3 separate regions of the Zea mays genome follow, and regions 1 and 3 are each linked to region 2. Evidence: chromatin contacts called from public Hi-C data. All regions are on one chromosome and are shown on one strand. The core of a region is the stretch at or near the end of the contact, and the rest is flanking DNA. Distances in the headings are between cores, read along the strand shown.

Evidence for each region. A called contact is a pair of places that touch in the nucleus more often than the background predicts.
Region 1: a contact with region 2 is called in a Hi-C map of ear, with 2.8 times the contacts expected there. The contact joins the promoter of LOC103633327 here to the promoter of LOC100383403 in region 2. A contact is called at or near these places in 4 of 25 Hi-C or Micro-C datasets (ear, endosperm, root tip and 1 more) and 2 of 3 datasets of contacts at active chromatin or transcription factors (leaf and seedling).
Region 3: a Hi-C map of ear shows a contact between it and region 2, with 3 times the contacts expected there. The contact joins the promoter of LOC100277479 here to the promoter of LOC100383403 in region 2. A contact is called at or near these places in 11 of 25 Hi-C or Micro-C datasets (bundle sheath, ear, endosperm and 4 more) and 1 of 3 datasets of contacts at active chromatin or transcription factors (leaf).

The regions. Positions count from the first base shown.
Region 1 is chr7:168,810,890-168,813,589 of Zm-B73-REFERENCE-NAM-5.0, reverse strand. LOC103633327 (protein FAM133-like) reads right to left here and starts at 1,282. Exons shown (of 4, transcript NM_001353473.1): 1 at 1,095-1,282; 2 at 1-65. The coding sequence starts at 43.
Region 2 is chr7:168,644,505-168,647,204 of Zm-B73-REFERENCE-NAM-5.0, reverse strand. LOC100383403 reads left to right here and starts at 1,345. Exons shown (of 10, transcript NM_001176058.1): 1 at 1,345-1,770; 2 at 2,508-2,680. The coding sequence starts at 1,396.
Region 3 is chr7:168,856,182-168,858,881 of Zm-B73-REFERENCE-NAM-5.0, reverse strand. LOC100277479 reads right to left here and starts at 1,320. Exons shown (of 2, transcript NM_001349004.1): 1 at 911-1,320.

The DNA.
Region 1 (2,700 bases), core at 33-2,532, 170 kb before region 2:
CAATTAGCAAAGAAGCAAGACGATTCTCTGTCTCCAGGTCCATTGTCTAACTCAAAGTTCAACAACTGGGAATCCATAAATGGAATCTTTAGTAATTCAAAAAAATATGATAACATCAAAAGTAATAACCAAACAATTATTGGCACATACTCCATCAATGTTTGTTAGAGCAAAAACAAGAAACTTCTAGATTTCAATCACATAATCGATAACAATGTCTTGATCTCTATTATTTTGCTCAGGCATAGGCGTAATGTGGCCACACCGCTAGGACAATAAAAAACATATTTCTATAGCATAAAACCAAATAATTTCGTACACCATGCAAAATTATTGAATATCATTCAGTCATTATCAAGGTGCAAAGGTGTAGGAATCAAACAGTTCATAATGAGCAATTATATAATACAAAGTGCCTATATACGTGCTATCCATCCTGATAAAATATTTTTTCAGAGCATTACCAGCCAAAAAAAATTCTCAAACTGTGCACAAATGAGTAAAGAAAGAAAGTATAAAACGTAATTGAGCATTTCTTATAAATGGTCCTTAAACAACAAACCTACGGAAAACACAAAGTTTGACTAGTGTCATATAGATCAGAGATGCCGTTGTGTTGTTTGAACAGGAAAATTACAATTTACCACATGGCATTACTTAATGCGCCACAGGGTTTAATTTGAAACGTCCAAATTCTGGGAAATAACTAATACTAGTGGTGCGAGTTTGAGACAGAATAACAGCTGCAAACAAACCAGGAGAGGGGGGGGGGGGGGGGGGGGGAGATGGAGTAATAAGCAATCAGTCAGGAAATGTCAAAAGGCATGGAGAACTACACACATTGCACCGAACATAAACTGAATTATCGCATTTTATCAAGCCGTGGGATCCAGTTGAACCCCAAATTCTAATTCCTCCGCAAGAATTTACTATGCTTGTATCCACGCAGTAAAGAAACACGCAACAAATTGTGGGACTATAGCAGGAAAGATCTGGATTCGATTCCTCAGAGGATCCAGCATAAAAAGATCCCAAAAACACGACGCACGATCCGTCGAAGCAGCCAAACCAAAATAGGGTTCCTTGGTCCTTACCAGATGAAGATGGAGAAGAAACCGATCCAAACCCCCGGACGGATCCCCTCGCCGCGCCGATCCACCGGCACAGAGGAGGCGAAGACGAGCGCGCCCGTTCTTTCTCGCCGCTGTGGAGGGGATAAGGGTCGAAGAAGACTTCGTAGGGTACAGGCGTAGCGGGCTCAGACCTGCGGGCGCGTAGGGCAGCGGGAGGCGGGCGAAGGAGGCGCGTAGGGCAGCGGAGAGGCGGAGAGCAGAATGATTTTTTCGCCTTGCCCTCAAGATTATATAGTCCAATCTCCGTTTGGTTCATGCGGACTTGCGGGGTACAAGAATCTCCATCACGCACGTAAACGTAAACCGAGATAATGCACCGGAAGCTTCATAATTGTGGATAGTCTCTTAGTTAAGACCATGTTTGTTTTAGATTAATCTAGTTTAAATAATCTAGACAGTAAACAAACAATCAAATTATATTTATAGATTATATAATTTAAAGCTTAGATTAAGTTTATTAGAGATTATTTTTGCTAAAAGACATACTACCTGTGGTTATATTAATAAAAATTACAACCTCAGTCATTCTTCTTCCCTCTCGCGACACGCAAGAACATCGTTTCCTGTACCGCATTCCCCTCCATACCCCCCCCCCCCCCCCCCCCCCCCCCCCAATCGCCCTTCTTAGCATCGAAACACGCAAGTCCATGGCGTGCGGAGCGGCGGACGCGGCGTCGCTGTCGGCACCACCGGCGCGGGACATGCTCTTAGCATCGCGAGTACAGATGTACATTTGGGCCGGGGCTCATGGATGGGTTCGAAGCATGTAAAAAAAACACGACTCAGTCATGACACAACGCGAAATATTTTAGTAACGGGCCGACACGGTTCGATATATCGAGCTAAATTTGGGTCGAGGTCGCGGTCTATAGGCAGACACAAGCATGATCCGTTTAAGGTAGACACGAAATAGCTCATATAGAGAAAAGGTCTATATCTATACTATACTTAAAGCACTAGTTTCAACGATCGTCTCGCGTCATCTTTTTATAAATAACCCCTCACAACTATTTTAAATTAATCCGTTGCACGCATATAGATGGCCACCGTTGTCTAACCAGTAGAACATCATGCTCATATATTTTTAATATTAAATATAAATTATATATATGTATATATGTTTTTTTAAAATAAAAAATATAATCGTGTCAGGTCGGACCAGCACTACGTGCCGAGGATACAACTCAAGCACGGCACAACGTTCTTGGCTCTTGCAAGCATTAGGTCGTTTCGGAGATCACATTGGCGCAATGAACTCCATGGTGTTTGAGGTTGCTGAATTAGATGAAGCAACAATAATTGTCACACTTATAGTAAAATGAAAGGTTATTTGTTGGTTTAAACGTTAATAATTGCTACGAAGTAGCATAATTTATATGCAGCGCATCCAGTTTATATTGATGTCTGACTTTAGCAATCACTCCATATTTTTATCTGTCTTTTTTATAAGTTTGACTTCATGTGACTTATTTTAGAAACTTGAGCTCACAAGCTTTCTCTTATTTGGTCTCTATATAGTGGAATTATGTCATTTTATAATCTCTGTTCGTTCAGTCAGTCGTTGTGA
Region 2 (2,700 bases), core at 96-2,595:
GTTTTTTCTGGTTTTCACCGACCGGATGGTCCGCGCCTGAGGCCGGACGGTCCGTGCTTGGTCTCGGACGGTGCTCGCTTCTCCGTCGGACGGTCCGTAGTGTAGACTTGTGTTTTTGCAGTGTTCCTGTCCGAGGTCACCTTGGTGCCGCGGACGGTCCGCCGCAAGAGCCCGGACGGTCCGCACTTAGGTGTTTTCCAAAAAGCTTCTCCTGTCCGGAATAATCTACGGTATTCCGGATAGTCGACTTAGAATGGTTGTAGATGAACTTATGCACATGTGAAATGATCAACTGGGCAAACTGGTTAGTCCACGAGGTTTGTGATGGTCGTCAAACACCAAAATCGATTATAGGAAATATTGAGACTATTTCTCTTTCACCAACCTCGTCTCCTGGACCACCAAGCATCTGCCTGTCGTCTCTCGCTCCAGCGCTGAGACCAAGTACCATGTTGTGGCTAACGGCGTGGCCGAACCTTTTGACTACGCTAGCTTCTCCAGGAGGTCCACAACCCTCTCCAGCGTGCCGTCCTCGTCTACATTTGTTGCTTCCGTTTTGAAATCTGAGCCTGGTAGAGCAAAAAATTGGAAATTAGTTGTCCATATAAGCCCACATTTGTTGCTTCCGTTTTGAAACTATCTCAATTTTCCTCGATACGTTTATTGCTTTCTATGCATAAAACAAATCTTACTCACGACACGACACTTGCCATGGTAGCACTTCAGCTATATTCACTGCAAGTTACCCAACGTTTTCAGCCATTTCTAGGACAGTACATTCAATTGCAGTTAACTGGGGTTTCCGTATTCGAACTTTAGCGAACCTTGCCACTTGGGTGTGTAAACAAAATTTCACCAATACATGATTTGCGCAAAAGGGAAAACAATGTCTCCTGCCAACGGTAAACAACTGTGAAATGCATGGAAGGCAAAATTTTAAGCAACTTTGGAAAGAGTCAGCTAGAAAGGGTGGAAGCTTCTATTTATGATGATTTTGTCCAAATTTGTTTTATACAATATTGCACCTGTGTCCAACTCAATAGAAATCACTCAATAGATGAAAATATATAGAAATAACTCCCTAATTTTCTTATAATTCTTAATATATATTCACTTTATTTTTTTATATTTATCGTATCGTTAGCATCTACGGAGGAGTCCTGCCTCACATCACAGTTCATCGAAAATCGTAGTTCTTGACAAATGAATCATGAACTCTTGCGAGTGGGATCACTTTGCTTTTTTTTTTTTGTAGTCGATCTATCCAACAAGCCCGGCCGGAGGTTTAAACTTATCAAATCACGTGAAAAGATAGCTCGCCGACGCTGACGCAGTCCGGAAACGCGTCGCCCAGACGCCCACACATCCATCCACAACGGTAAAGCCGCCGCGGCGATGTCTTCCGCACCCCCGCCTCCGCCGTCTCTGAACCCCGAAGTGCCCCCGCGCATCGTCCGCGCCCCCCCGCGCCGGCCTCCTCCGCGCGCGCCCGGTCCGCCGCCTTGGGCGGAGCGTCGGCCTGCCGTGTCCGTCGACCTCGACCGCGGCCGTCGCTCGGTCCGCACCGAGGTGGACGGCGTCCGCGCCGCGTCGCTCCCTGCGCGACACCGCCTCCGCGTGGAGGGCAACCGGTGGCAGCGGGACTGGAAGGTGTCCGAGGTCGTCGCGCGCTTGCTCGCGCTGCCTCATGCCGACGCGGACGCCGTCGACGCCGTGCTCAACTGCTGGGCCGGTCGCTTCGCACGCCGCAACTTCCCGCTGCTCATCAGAGTAAGCCCCATTCTCTCCCTTTTGGTGTTGATGCTACTATTGGCCAGTAGTGTGGCATTCAAATGGTCAAATGGCTCGAGAGGAGCAGTACGCGGTGAACTTATAGTGCAGCATCTATTTCACCTAGTTACGTTGAGTTCTAGTTGGTATCGATGCTAACAAGTTCATTCTCAGTTGAGCTTATGACCATTTTCGCTATGCAATGATTACAAATTTACAACCACCACTTTTATTTGTTGCTAACATGCTATTAGATAATCAATTTACCGTAATAGTGCAAGTATTCTGTAGCAACTATCTTTAGTGCTTTATATAAGGATTAAACTAGGGACTACGGTAGCCCTGCGTCTATTTGCAGGTGGCATCGGTAACTCTGCTTATATTTTGTTTTGTCTATGGATTTTATAACTGTGCACACTAGCTCCATTTACTTTGCAGTATTTGTTGCTATGTTTCTCAGATAGGCATTTACAACTTTGATGTTCACTATCAATATGTCTCTAATCTACAGCTTTCTCAGTCACTTCAGAAAATCTAGTTGTTCTCGCAATACTCAATTGTTGTCATATTTTTGTGGGTGTGTTATTAGAGACTGTATTATAGAACACCTTAGTAGCTGCTGCACTTGCAAGTCATGGTTCTTATTTTGTAACAAACCAAACATCTCTATAATTTCACTGATTACATGTTAGCCTGTTCCAGTGATAATGCACTCACACAGTTTGTGTCACCTGTAGGAAATTGCAATTTCTGGATCCTTGAAACATGCTGTGCATGTGTTCCGCTGGATGAAAAATCAGGAGAACTACTGTGCTCGCAATGACATTTATGGCATGATGATTAGGTTACATGCTAGACACAACAAGGTTGATCAAGCACGTGGCCTGTTCTTTGAGATGCAAGAATGGCGGTATGAGTGCATATGTCATA
Region 3 (2,700 bases), core at 71-2,570, 210 kb before region 2:
AATTGGATGGTTTGCTTCCAGATCCATAACAATCATTATTATGGTCACAATATTCTCAAAAGCAATTTCACCAAGAATCATCAGTGGACTGGTAGCAAGGAGATAATAGCTTTCCTATGCCCGCTAATACTTCACCAAGCAAACATCCCAATTAAGTAGAGCTGCCCTAAACAATGAACATGAACGTTGCAACTTAAAAACCGCCTACAACATGAAAGCCAGCCAAAAGCCCAAAAACAAGCAAACATCCACGAGAACCTTCCCACCCAATAGTTCTTAGGTTCTAGCAGCTCGTAAAACGCTAATGCAAATGGTCACTTCACGTTAAAGCTCACTATGTACAAAATTATATACAGTTCTGGTATCTAAAATTAGTTGAACAGGCAACCATACAGAAATGGTCACACCACTACTCCGAAAACAATAAATTTTGGATATTCTTAGTTGTACCCCTCACAGAGAATGTACACGATATAAATTAAATCAACCAAATACCAGTCTTGAATCATTTTGGGACAAGATTTTTAAAGAAAAATTTCCTTAGACCCCGTTTGCTTAGTTAGAATTGAATTCAATTTTAATAATTATAATTTAGACAAAACTAATTAAGTTTAAATATTTATATATATAATATATTTATATATTATCCTAAATCATATGAGAGAAATATTTACCTACTACATTTATGTTATAGCGGCGCAAGTAGAAGAGTGTACTATAAGTTGTACATCGGAAAATAGCATGTAAATCTATAAAATCAATTTCTATATCTCACCTCATAAATTTAAGATAAGCTTATATGATAACTTTGGAAAGTGTTCGAATGTCACATTCTAAAAAAATAGTCTATTTTATTAGTAATATTTAAATTCCTCAAAATAAAAAAAAACAAACAGAGTTTTAAGCAAACCTTGGACTGTTAGGGCTAGTTTGATGGACATAGAAATGGATGGATCAATGGAGAGATCTATTCAATGAATAGCTGAGCACAGATACCATCTAGCGTTCTACACCCAGCCAGGGGCGACGCGAGCGTAGGGCAGCACCGACGAGGACATGCCCTTCCCGGGGCCGTACATGCGGCCCATTGCGGCGAACAGTGACCGGCGGCAGCGATCAGGAGGGAGAGCGAGTGACAAGTTGGCGGCGGCGGCGAGACGGAAACCTAGAAGGAGGAAGGCTGGAAATACCAAGAGGCTGTTGGCACATTAACGATTTCTGATATTGGGCCGGTTCACACGGTGAAGCCTAACATAAGCCCAGCCTGATGCTGGCCCGTCGCCGTTCCGGGAGTCTTGATCTCGGGCTCTCGGCCCATCTAACAGCATCAAGCGAATAAACCGGTCACACCGTGACCACGAGATCGGCATGTCCACGAAATCGTGGTTCATTTTGAACTTCCCATCCCAACCTAATGGCTATGCTATGTGAGAATTTTTATTTTTGAAAAAAGAGTTTCTTCGAGACTCTACGCGTGCATACTTTTAGACCAAGTTTTATCAAGCATAACTATGGTCCAGTAACGATTTGTGTGGAAGGAGAACTGGAGAAGGACTGTTTCAAATAGAGTCGAAACCACAAAAAGCGTGTCTTGTTCAAGAAGCATTTGAAAAAGAGCCTTGACAAACGGACCCCGTACAGAAAAAACCTTCTCAAACCAATCCTCTATTTTAAACTAGCAAAGTGCTCGTAGCTTGTTACGATTTCTATGTATATTTGAGTATAAAGTATAAAATATAAGGACGACGGTTTCTATGTATATTTGAGTATAAAGTATAAAACATAAGGACATATGTTTTGTTGGCTAGGTGAGTTTGAATGTGAGTTTAGAACCAACAAACATGGTTCGAATCTTCATTTATACATAATTTTAGATTTTATCAACTAAATGTTAAAATATAGATCCGACCGAGTCAGGGATGAGGGTTGATTGTAAAAGTAACGACGGGTAGAAATTTCGAGTTGCGAAGGAAAAGCATGAAACCCGACAATGTCAACTCTCAACTCTACATGTTAGAAGGAGCTAAATCAATAGGTGCTGAAGAAAACTGGTGCTTTAATATAGTAGAGATTAGAGACAATTAAAACTAACAAGTTATCATCGGTTAAACACCACGCTCAAAAACTCCATCAGCTTCTTGAGCTCATCTTCATCTACAAAGCTAAGATATCATATAACCATCTTCTCATTCCCTCCACCATCGATGTCCTAATCGTCTCCATCAATTTACATCGCCAATTTATTTTAATTTTTTCTTTATAACATGTTGGTCGAAATCGTTGAGCGCGAGATTTGGCACATGGCCGCGGTCGGACGGTTCACTCATGTGGCTCCGACAATCCACGGTTGTAAACCAGACGGTCCGCGATTACATTAATTCATGCGAGAGTCCTTATCCTGCGCATGTTTATCCAACTAACCACGCGGAAATCTGTTGAGAAGCGCATTGGAACGGGTCTAGGCCACCACTCCATGCTTATCAAGTCGTCCTTGAAGTGTCACCTTAGCGTCGCTTAGATGCTAAGGCGTGCTCGGAACCTAAGGTGTCTAACACGCCTTGCTCTGGAGTGTAAGGCGTTCGCGGGGCATGGATGGGACGTCGGTGAGCCGCTGTTGGGCGACAGTGCGACGCCTTGGGGAGTTAGGATTTTGAGGGGGGGCGAGCATGGCACATCCTCGACAGTGCGCTTGCTCTGCTC